Linked DNA regions of Macaca mulatta: region 2 is linked to region 1. A link is a contact called in public Hi-C data. All regions are on one chromosome and are shown on one strand. Each heading gives the region's core, a stretch centred on a gene start, on an enhancer-like site or on the middle of the called end of the contact. The rest is flanking DNA. Distances are from core to core; before and after follow the strand shown.

What was found. A called contact is a pair of places that touch in the nucleus more often than the background predicts.
Region 2: a contact with region 1 is called in a Hi-C map of CD4 T cells, with 5 times the contacts expected there. The contact joins the promoter of LOC144340321 here to the promoter of METTL18 in region 1. A contact is called at or near these places in 2 of 14 Hi-C or Micro-C datasets (CD4 T cells and cortical neurons).

Annotation. Positions count from the first base shown.
Region 1 is chr1:27,301,704-27,307,362 of T2T-MMU8v2.0, reverse strand. METTL18 (methyltransferase 18, RPL3 N3(tau)-histidine) reads left to right here and starts at 2,179. Exons shown (of 2, transcript NM_001266262.1): 1 at 2,179-2,200; 2 at 3,145-4,508. The coding sequence starts at 3,347. The coding sequence ends at 4,465. It overlaps FIRRM (FIGNL1 interacting regulator of recombination and mitosis), which reads right to left and starts at 2,008. Exons shown (of 24, transcript XR_013416278.1): 1 at 1,772-2,008.
Region 2 is chr1:27,402,335-27,407,993 of T2T-MMU8v2.0, reverse strand. It overlaps LOC144340321, which reads right to left and starts at 3,482. Exons shown (of 2, transcript XM_077999687.1): 1 at 1,716-3,482; 2 at 1-59. The coding sequence starts at 2,530. The coding sequence ends at 47. It overlaps SCYL3 (SCY1 like pseudokinase 3), which reads left to right and starts at 1,792. Exons shown (of 15, transcript XR_013416295.1): 1 at 1,792-1,960.

The sequences.
Region 1 (5,659 bases), core at 930-3,429:
TTTTTAGAAAACTGAACAGATCAATTGATACAAGTGTAAGACTGGGTTTGGGGGAACTACCTAAGATTGAAGGCTCTGAAAAAGCCCCTCTAAGGAGGTGACATTTGGGCCAAGATATAAACATGAAATATGCAAAAGGCTGGGAGAACCAGGCTGAGCACAAAGATCCTGAGGTAGGTGAGCCTAATGTATTCATGAATAGAGTGTAGTTAACTAGGTATGAGAGAAGGGCAAGGCTTAGATCACCTGGAGCCTTGAAGGTAAAGTGGTTTAAAAAGGGAAATTACGTGATCTGTGTTTTTCCCCTCTGAGCTTTCTTGTAATAATTATGAGCAGAAACAAGGAAACTATTAATACTCCAAGTGAGAGGGTGATAGGGGTTTGGAATCAGAGTGGTAGCAATGAGGATGGAAATAAATGGATTGATTCAAGACAGTTTGGAATCAGAAACAATAGAACTTATTGATCGGGTGTGTGAGAGAGACAGGATTCAAGGTTTCAGTTTGTGAAACCATTTACTCAGATGAGGAAAATCAGAGGAAGAAGTTCCGGCTTTTTTGAATATGTCGTTTGAAGTGCAAAGCTAAGTGGGAATGTTGACTTTCAACTTAATGAAGTCTCTCTATAAGCTTGTGGGGAAGGAGAGGAAACATGTTCCGTGTCTCTATTCTCACAAAGGCTAACATCATGTCTCACACACATTATGCATGCAGTTTAAGTGTTTTTGAATGTTTTTAGGGTGGCTATTTGTTTTCAAGTTGAAACTCCTTTAAGACGGCAATTGTGTATCTACACAAAAACTTAAAAAGGGGGCCTTGGAACTTTCTGAGATTTTGCTAATGTCTAGGTGAATGACTTCTATGTGATTATATGGGGCTTTAGCTGCACAATATTTGTGCAGTGTTGAGACTGTCTCAAGTGAAGGTTACTTTTTTTGAGTGTAATTGTATAAAGGTGGGCTCAAAAGTTGTGAAAAAGATACATATACATATGGTTTACCATGAAAAGGCTAGGATTCCAGGCACATTTACAACCACAAAGGCATGAGACCAAGAATGTGCTGCACCTGGATGACAAAGGCGCTAAGCGCCTCAAATGCAACAGTCAAAAGCCAACAAGCGGAAGCAACTCTTTCAGAAAAAGACTCCAGCCCAGCAAGAGGAGTGAGAACTTGCCTCAAAAAAAAAAAAAAAGAGGAAGAAGAAGAAAAAGAGGTCTGAGAGAGGAAGGAGGAAAATTATTTTTATTTACTGAACATCTTTTAAAGATTTCACACCACAGAACTGTGTCCTTTAATTCTTACAACGCTAAGAAAGGCATTATTCATATTCACCACCCTTTTTACGGGAGACAAAAGCTCACAGTATCTCGCTTTATCTCAACCTATTAAGAGCCAGAGCTATCCTCATACTCCAGGTCTGAGTCCTTGCCTCTCCCATTACCCACTACCAAAAGTATTTACACTTAATTGCAAGCAACGAGTACAGAAAAACTCAAAGAAGGAATGGAAGAAAACGCCACATCCACTGCTAAACCCTTAGGTCAGAATACGTCCGCGAGCCTTTCCAGGGCCAAAGCCTTAGATCTACCATGGTTGTCGCTTCCCCTCCAGTCCCTCGCTTTTCATCCCACTCACTGACAAAGAAAAGAAGGGGTTCACGCCGCGGTAATATAACCCAGCCTGACGGTGAGTCTGACGGCACAGAAGAGAAAGGTTCGCGACCCGCCCACACCCCTCTCTAGGTGGAAATGACAACTAAGGAAGGATATGAGGAGTCGGGGTAGGACGGATGGCAGTTCCCGGCGGCATAGTTCCTCTGGCCAGCTACTTAATTCTTCCAGGTGAACCGCGCTAGCCGGGACGGCGCGTTCCTGAGACATACTTTCGTCAAACAGCACACCTTCAAACCAATCCCGCCACAGCCCAGACCGGAAACTCACAGTCCCGCCACAGCCCAGAGCGGAAACTCACAGTCCAGCCAACCCTTGCGCTCTCTCCGCCGGCTCCAGAACCATAGAGAGGAGGACGGCTGGTTTCTTGGTGAGCCCGGGTCCCTCAAGGCCGGAAAGAAAGTCGGGCTTCTCTAGCCTCCGGAGGACTCGACTCGCTGGTGCACGATTTCAGTCCGGAGGAGGTGTCGTGAGATGAGCTTTTTCAGACGCGCGATCCCAGGACGTGTCGGGAAGCTAGCATTCTCAGGTCTGGATCACTGTAAACATTACATTCAAATGGGGAGGTGAGGGCCAGAAGTCCCAGATTTGCTACCCATGGGGTTTTAAGATTGCACTTCTAGGGTCGGATTTGTCCTGGGACCTGCAGCCGGAAGTGACTCCGAGCCTTGCAGCGTGATGGGAGAGAAAAGAGGCGCCTTCCTAGCCGCTGGACTGGGTGACCCTCCTCTCCCCCGAATTGTAAATCTTGTGTAAAGGGAATAAAGATCCCACTTGCCAGAACTGTAAAAACAGAGGCAGATGGTATAGTGTCTAGCGCAGTGGATAGAAGATTCTCAATAAAGTTGCTTCTGATTTCTACAGGCCTCTCCAAACTACCGCATTGCCCTAGTTTGCGTTCGCTCTGTCATCAAATTAGTCTTTACTAATTATTTCCAAATTACCCCCACTTCCATACATTTAGGGCTGCTGTTCTCGACTAAATGTTTGGAGTGAAGTCTTGGATGAACTTACACACACCAGACCATACCTATGCATGTTTTTAAAGGGACGCCCACTTATCAAAATAAAATATTGTACGTCTTTTGTAAAAGACAGAAGTGAAGTTATTTTGGAAGCTTAGGGGGTGAATATGGTTGGACACAGTCAAGACAGCTGAAAGATGGCAAGTAACTAGGCCGTCCTGTCTGAATATCTTGGACTTTATGTTTGTCCAGGTGGTGGTGGTGGTTGCTGCTGCTGTTCTTCTGTTTGTTTTTATAGCTGATTTTCTTCTCCCACTTTTGAACCCTTAAGGTGTATATGAGCGTCCAAATCTCTTTCTCTCTCTCTCTTCCCCACAACTTTTTAAGAAAAGGCAACTGTATGGTGGGGCGGGGAGGGATTGGGGATGGCTGTTTAATATTACACTTTAGTGAAATGTGCCATTTTGCTTTAATCATCATTTTCTTTCTGTTTTTTTTTTCTTTCCAGAGTTACATGGAAAGAGGACCGAAGACGTCTAAAAAGTAATTTGGAAATACCTCTAAATGTTTGTTACCATGTATAAGCTGCTAAAGAGAAATTGGGCCCAACAAAATTAATTGAATAATTGAGGCAGGTTTGTGTGTGTCATCAAATTCTATCCAGAAGTTGAAGAATCTGAATTTAACAATCGTGTGCATTTAATAAGAGGATGACCTTTCAGTTTAATTTCACTATAGAAGACCATCTGGAAAATGAATTAACACCCACTGGAGATGGAGCTTTGACCCTGGATTCCTCAAAAGAGCTGTCAGTCTCAGAAAGTCAAAAAGGAGAAGACATGGACAGAAAATGTTCTGCAGAACAATTTGACTTGCCTCAGGGTCACTTGTGGGAACATAAGTCAATGGAAAATGCAGCTCCCTCTCAAGACACAGACAGTCCACTCAGTGCAGCCAACAATTCAAGTAACTTGGAGCCATATGGAAAACAGCCCTCCTTGAGAGCTGCTAAAGAGCATGCTATGCCTAAAGATTTAAAGATGTTAGAAAATAAAGTCATAGAAACATTACCAGGTTTCCAGCATGTTAACTTCTCAGTAGTGAAAACCATCTTGTTGAAAGAGAACTTCCCTGGAGAAAACATAGTTTCAAAAAGCTTTTCTTCTCACTCTGATCTGATTACAGGTGTTTATGAAGGAGGCTTAAAAATCTGGGAATGTACCTTTGACCTCCTGGCTTATTTCACAAAGGCCAAAGTGAAATTTGCCGGGAAAAAAGTCTTGGATCTTGGTTGTGGATCAGGTTTACTGGGTATAACTGCATTCAAGGGAGGGGCCAAAGAAATTCACTTTCAAGATTATAACAGTATGGTGATTGATGAAGTAACCTTAGCTAATGTAGTAGCTAATTCCACTTTGGAAGATGAAGAAAATGATGTAAATAAGCCAGATCTGAAAAGATGCAAGAAACCAAAAGTAACACAAGAACTATATAAATGCCGATTTTTTTCTGGTGAGTGGTCTGAGTTTTGTAAGCTTGTACTAAGCAGTGAAAAACTTTTTGTAAAATATGATCTCATTCTCACCTCAGAAACCATTTACAACCCAGATTATTACAGTAATTTGCACCAGACTTTCCTTAGACTGTTAAGTAAAAATGGACGTGTACTTTTGGCTAGCAAAGCACATTATTTTGGTGTAGGTGGAGGTGTTCACCTCTTTCAGAAGTTTATAGAAGAAAGGGATGTTTTTAAGACCAGAATACTCAAAATAATTGATGAAGGATTGAAGCGGTTCATAATTGAAATAACTTTTAAGTCTCCCGGTTAATATTCACTGAGTAACCAAAATGAAATAAACAGAAGGACCAAAAATTTGAGTGTTTGATTTCTGTCTTGCTATTAATTTTTCTGAATTTTTGATGTTTGTTTAGTTTATCCAAATCATAAGTGAGCTGTGTTAGCAATCTTGTACTCACTAGGTGAAACTGAGAAAATATCCTTGTGCATTTGATGAGATCTCCTGGGAAATCATTTTGTAGCAAATTCTGGTATTCTCCATCTTCATTCTATTTGACCTTTTTACCATCTTTGACATTACATGAAATTGTACCCAGGAAATCCTGCCATTTCTTCTCTCAAGTCTCTGAATTTCTTCCTGCTCTTTGTTAGTTCCTGGTTCACGTGAAGTGTCTGATCAGATCACTATGCCATTAATATACATCACTAAATATTAGGTTTGAAGGCCTTAGGTAAATAGGAAGAGGTTTTTGTTTCATTTTGTTTTTATATTCATTTACCTTGTATAGTAAGGATCAGAATGGTGAGAATTTAACTAAATTCACATGGAGATGAGGAAATAAAGGGAATCTGTGATAGAGTATAAAAGTGATGCAGAGAACTTGTACTACTTTAGGTTTACTCCTTATAGCCAAGTGAGAGATCCTGCAGTCTTGGTAGGAGGAAAAAGAAAAAGAAAGGAGAATTCTAGATTTGGGGGAGTATAGACTTCTCACCAGTTGTTAAATAGTAGGAAAGAAAGGAGAAAGTGTTTTGTTGATTCAAATGCAAAAAATTTCACATTTTACTTCATTGGGAATTGGGATCGGCCTTGCTCTCTATAACAACAGTAAAATTGACAGCATTTTTTTCTTTCTTGGAAGTAGCTAAAATAATCGGACGTCATGGATTCAATTAAATGTGATATTTACTGGACATTTACGGTTAACTAGGTAGTTTGTATAGCATCTTGCATAATACTTAAAACCTTATGAGGTATATGTTATCGCCATTTTAGTAGTGATCATAATAGCTAACAGTATTTAGCATTTAGTGTAAACAGAAGACCTTTATATATCTTAACATTAAATATTCATAACTGCCCTATAAGACTCCAAGAAGTTAATTGATTTGCTCCCAATCACATTTCTCACCTTGAGCCAGAATCTGAAGTCTTAAAAGTCTTTACGCGCTTTCATCATCCAGTGGTCTCAACTCTACCAATGCCTATTTTCATCACAAATAT
Region 2 (5,659 bases), core at 2,233-4,732, 99 kb before region 1:
AGATCAGATGGGCCAGTTTATCATCTGGGTAGTGCCAGCTGATCCATCAAGTACAGCATCTGCAAAACACCTCAAGAACGGATCTCAGGAGCAGTTTAGGGAGGGTCAGAATCTTGCGGCCTCCAGCTGCATGACTCCCAAACCATAATATCTAATCTTGTGGCTAATGTTGGTAGTCTAGACCCCAGGCAAGAAGGAGGTTTGTTTTGAGAAAGGGTTCTGTCTTTGTTTCAAACTGTAAATTATAAACTAATTTCCTCCCAAAGTTAGTGCAGCCTACGCCCAGGAATAAACAAGGACAGCATGGAGGTTAAGGACAAGATGGAGTTGGTTAAATTGGATCTCTTTCACTGTCTTAGTCATAATTTTGCAAAGGCAGTTTCATTGCTACCTGAATGATTTTCCTAACTTCTCCATCAATCTCCTGGAAGCCTTTCTCCTTAATCAATTTCTTCAACTCTGCCAGACACGTGGGAGCTTCTTCATCAGCAGATGTGGCCTCTCCAGTTACTTTTATGTTTTTTCAGTCCTCAATCTGTGTAGCTGTCCTTTACTTGCAGTAAATGGCTTGGTGTGCCTAATTTCAGGGGATCCCTTTCTGAAGTCTTCCCATAGGCTCAACACTTTCTGACAAAACACACTGTGGTCAGTTGAAACACGTTTTCTATTCATGTCTCCCACCCACAAATGTAATGCTTTTTCCGTCTTTTGCTGTTGCACTTCAAACTACAAAAGTTACAGCCACAGTGCATGACAGGTGCTTAGTTCACTAGCACGAATCTTTTTCCTTCTTCACAATTTCATAGATAATTTGTTCTTATCATAGATTTTGGCAACCTCAGCATATGATTCTTTTTCTTTCACCTCTTCATTTAATGAAGCACTTTACGGCTTCTCCTTGGCATATCCAAACTGTCAGCACCACAATTCCTGTGCTTTACGGCCATTATTAAGTAAAATAAGGGTTACCTGAACATAAGCTGGTGTTCTCTCTCATTATCGCGGCTGTACTACAGGTGCATCTGTTAACCAAGGCAGCTACTGAGTGGGTAATGGGTGGATACGGGGCTACCTGGGACAAAGAGGTGATTCGCGTCCAGGGTGGGACACAGTGGATGGCCCGAGATTTAATCGGGTTACTTGGAACGCAGGCGGTTTGAAACTTAAGAACTGTTTATTTCTGGAATTTTCCATTTAACATTTCTGAACCAAGGTTTGACCACAGGTAACTGACACTGCAGAAAGCATGAGGGGTGGGAGACTACTGCATTAATATTAAAATTTTCAAATATTACTTTTTGGTAATGAAGTGTGATTCAGGACCCTCCCTCTCAAAGATTAAACGAGATCACCAGGACCTCCGCCAGCTTCAGCCGCTCTGCACGACTCCGCCCTCGCAGCCTAGCCAATCAAAGCTACAGGTTGAGTGACGTCACTCCGCTGAAAGTCCTCGCTAATTCCCCTACTCCTTTTCTCCGCCCTGCACCTCTACTATTTGTTACAAGTGGCCAGCAGCCATTTTGGATTTGGGCGGAAATGAAAGTAAAACTGTGCTGTTAAAAGCTTAAAAATTCAAGTCAAGACAAACTTGAGCATTCGACAAAAACGTCTAGAAAGGGGACATCTTGGTGGACTAACTAGACCATTAGGGCAGTGAGTGAAAAGCGGGGACGTCACAGCGCCCACACTCAAGATGGCACTGGCCTGAGACTCACCTGTGCGGCCGCTCTACCTCGGTTCCTGGTTCGTTGGCCTCAGCGGTGGCGTCGGAGGGAGGAAGGCGGGCCTTCTGTCCCGTTTCCGGACCCGTCTCTATGGTGTGGGAGAAACCCGGCCCCCAGAAGATTGGGTGTAGTGGCCACAGCCTTACAGGCAGGCAGGGGTGGTTGGTGTCAACACGGGGGCCAACAGGGGACCAAAGCCAAGACCCTCGGCCTCCTCCCCCGCCGCCCTGCCGCAGGTAACAGGGAGCCCCCTTGCAGGACTGCGCCGTGGGGGAAGGGGCCGGGCGGGGAGGAGGCGGCGGGCGCGCGCCCCGCCCGCGGGTCTGCGCTGTGGGTCCCGCGCAGGAGCGAGCTCGGCGCGGCGCCGGCTGCCGGTTGAGCTGTGCTCCTCGCTTCGGAGCAGCCTCCCCTTGCTGATTGTGGGTCGCCCTGTAATCTGCGCTTCGCGGGCGACCCCCGCCGGGTGAGGCGCCCGCGGTCAGAGTTCTCCTAGGCAGCCGCGGAGTCGGTCCTCGCGGGGAGGTGTGGAAGAGGTGAGGGGCCAGCGAAGCGAGAGCCGAGTCCCGGCCCCTCAGTGACCCCGCAGGGTCGCGGCGAGCAGGGCGAGGGTGCTCGGCTGGGCGCGTCACTGTCCCGGGGCGGCAGTGCCCGAACCCGGGGGACTCTTGGGGGCGCGCCCGCCCTCGGGAAGGCGGCCTGATTCTTGATCCAAGACCAGTGCCCGGTCCCCCAAGGCCCAGCTGGCTCCTGTCTTGGCGTAGTGCTTTCTGTTTAGAATAAAGATGAAACATTTTTCGGAAGGGCATATTCAGGAATCCATGTGAAATTCTCGGAGTCGGATCTCGAATTTTGGGGGTCACTGTTACTGCTGTTTTAAGGACCCGTGTCCTTATAAAATGTAATATCTTGAGCTGAAATCATGATTATTTTGGTCCATGAAGACATAATTGTGTATTGCTTGTCAACTAGCAATGCTGGACTGAGTTCCGCAGAGGGGATGTATACCTGAAACAGACGAAAGCGAAGGGCCGGAGTAATGTTACCGCTGGGTACCAGAATATCAGCCAGTACAGTGCGTCCTTAATACTCACAGTGCAAGCCATTATCTTCGGAACTTTCAAGCTCAGGGAGCTAGGACCAAGAGAGTCTCGATTAATTGCTGGGAAAAGAAAATATTTGGTAGAAATATTTCCCTAGAGCACAAAGGTTTCTTAGTTGAGTGTATGAGTTGCCCTTTGACCTAGACAAGGGTTTTCTTAATCTACAAGCGGTCCAGAAATTTCGTGTGCTGGCCAAGTAGGCAAAAGAGTGGAGGGAGATTATTAAAGGGAAGCCTATGATGCATATTCAAGTCAAAGACTGTCAACTCGGTGTTTTTTTATAGAGTGGAGATGCTAACTGCTACAAAATACCTATTCTGTGATACTAGGATATACCTTCTTGTGACTTTTTAATTTCAAAGCTAATGAGCAAGATTTTGTGTTTTCCCCCTCCTCAAAACAACAGGAAAGCATTTGGAAGGCCAAGTGTTTTTCTTACATTTCAATAGATCAATTTTTGCTGAAATATCATTTTTAAAGCACTGGCGGGCATGGTGTAATCTCAGCAACTGGGGAGACTGAGGAGGGCGGGTCGCTTGAGACCAGGAGTTCCAGGTTACCGTGAGGTAGGATAGCGTCAGTGCACTCCAGGCCAGCGACAACAACGAGACCCTATCACTTTAAAAAAAAACCCAAAAAAACAAAAAAACAAACAAAAAAAACTGTTCATATAACAGTATTTGTGTCTCTTTAGATGTATTAGTGTGAAGAATTACTGCGTCAAAACATTCTCAAATTGCAATACTCAGCACACCTTTTTAATTTTCCCCCAATAAAGTTTGCACTGGGGACCTAGAATATAATCCTACCACTCTCAGTATTACACTGATGGTATCAGTGGATTCCTGTCAAAGTTAACATACTTTCAAAACAAGAAAATGGCATCCTTTCCAGTTCTCTCAAGAAATTCAGTCGTCTCTTTTAAATTTTTAAGTGATATTTTTTTAAAGTCTTAGACCTAAAATACACTAAGAAAAATGAATTTTAACTACTTCCTAATGCTTTTATAACTTTGTTAATTACTTTATAGTGGAATTCATATAAAATCTAAGGTTAATAGCTATTGCAAGGTCAATATTCCCACAAGGAAGTATTTCGCTATTTAGAAATAGCTAAGTAAACTAAATGTCCCTTTCTTCTGCCTCTGGTGACTGCCATTCATCTAGCCAGAGCGCTGACCCTGAATCCTGGTGGCAGTCTTATCTCCCGGGAGGACTAATATTAACACTAAATAAACAGCATGATTTCCTGTCAAGAAGATATTCATTTACATACAGTCCCTTATTCTCTGCTTTTCTCTTACTGTGTGTTGATTTTGGAAAGCTGTGTTTTGTGGCTAAGAGAGAGAAGGAGGTCAGACTAGCTTCAGATACTTTCAAAGTAACACTTCTGTAACTCACTCTTCCAGTCTGGCTGGCTTTTCAGGCAGGAGTTGGAGACCAAGTAGAGGTTTCTGCCTATGAAATGGCAATTAGTTTCAAGGAACATAGACCCATTCAAGCTACCTGAGGGAAAGGGGGCTGGTTATAAGCGTGTCAATGGGATGTTAGGGTATCTGGGTGGAACTGGGTTTGAGGCTGGGCTTCTGGTAATCTTGAGATGGATAGTAGCAATGTGCCCCCTAAGTATGACTAAGCTACTGTCCCAGTGTTTGCTTTTTTAAATTTTTCCTGCCAACGGACTTCCTCTGTGCTTGACAAATTTCTGACTTCATGTGGCTTTGGTTTGCCATAGCTCCAACTCTACCTCATAGCATCCTTCTACCTTCAGCTATGCTTCTAATAGGCAAAAATTGTTCTTAGTTCAAATTCCTGGAGGAGACAATGATCTGGCCAGTTTATCTCTTCACTCAGGCCATGAGACTGATGACTAATTTGTGAGTTGACCGCCCTTTGGCCCAGGCTAGGTACCTGACAACATTAACTGTGCCCAAGAAAAGATGGCAAGATCAAGTGCTAAGCATGAACCTCCCTACTCAGCAGGCGGTTGTGACCATCTGGCCAGCACTCCATCTCCAGAATCGAGGGATTAACATCATTGCTTTTACTCATGGTCCCACATAAACTTTTTATTTGTAGTCCCAGTAGAAAGGTGAATGTTACCATAGTTGCCATACTTGGCTTTTTTTTAGTCCTGTTTTTTGCTTCTCTGTCATTTTTAAGAAAGATATATTGCCAGGTAGGTAGGAATTCAGTGAATTTGTTACAAAGCAGATTTAGTTCTTACTCTCAGAAACAGTTTTAGATTTTGAAAAGCTTCAATTTTAGATAGCTTTAGACTTTATACGTGTGTTTCTTATATAACGATGGTTGTGGATCGGTAGGCATTTTAAATTTTGTTCTAGGCATGTGTTTTGAGCAGCATTACATACCCGGTGTAGAAGGTGTTGTATGGAACTTCACCGAAGTGGGGAAAAATTCCAAGTAGAGGGTCAATGTGTAATGATTATTGAGTTTATATTTGTCCAAAGAATACAGATTTTTAAACAAATTTTGAAAGGCCTACATAGAATTATTGGCGTATTTGTAGCAGTTTGCTTTCTACATTGCCAGAGTTAGTAAGAACTCTATTTTCTAATTTTTATATTATGGTAAAGCCACCACTGAAAACTGACTGCCACAGATTTTTCAGACATACGTTGTTTGGCCTATATAGGTTTAGAAAACATTTGATCCAACATTGAAAAATGTGAAGATTTCCACAAAACTATTCAGGCTGTTGGTTCCTCATGATAAGTGGCATGATCTGACAGTTCTGAAACTGCAGTCCTGGTTGGAACTCTGTGATAGCCACTCTCTTCAGAATGAAAGCCTCTCACACTAGGTCCCAGGCACG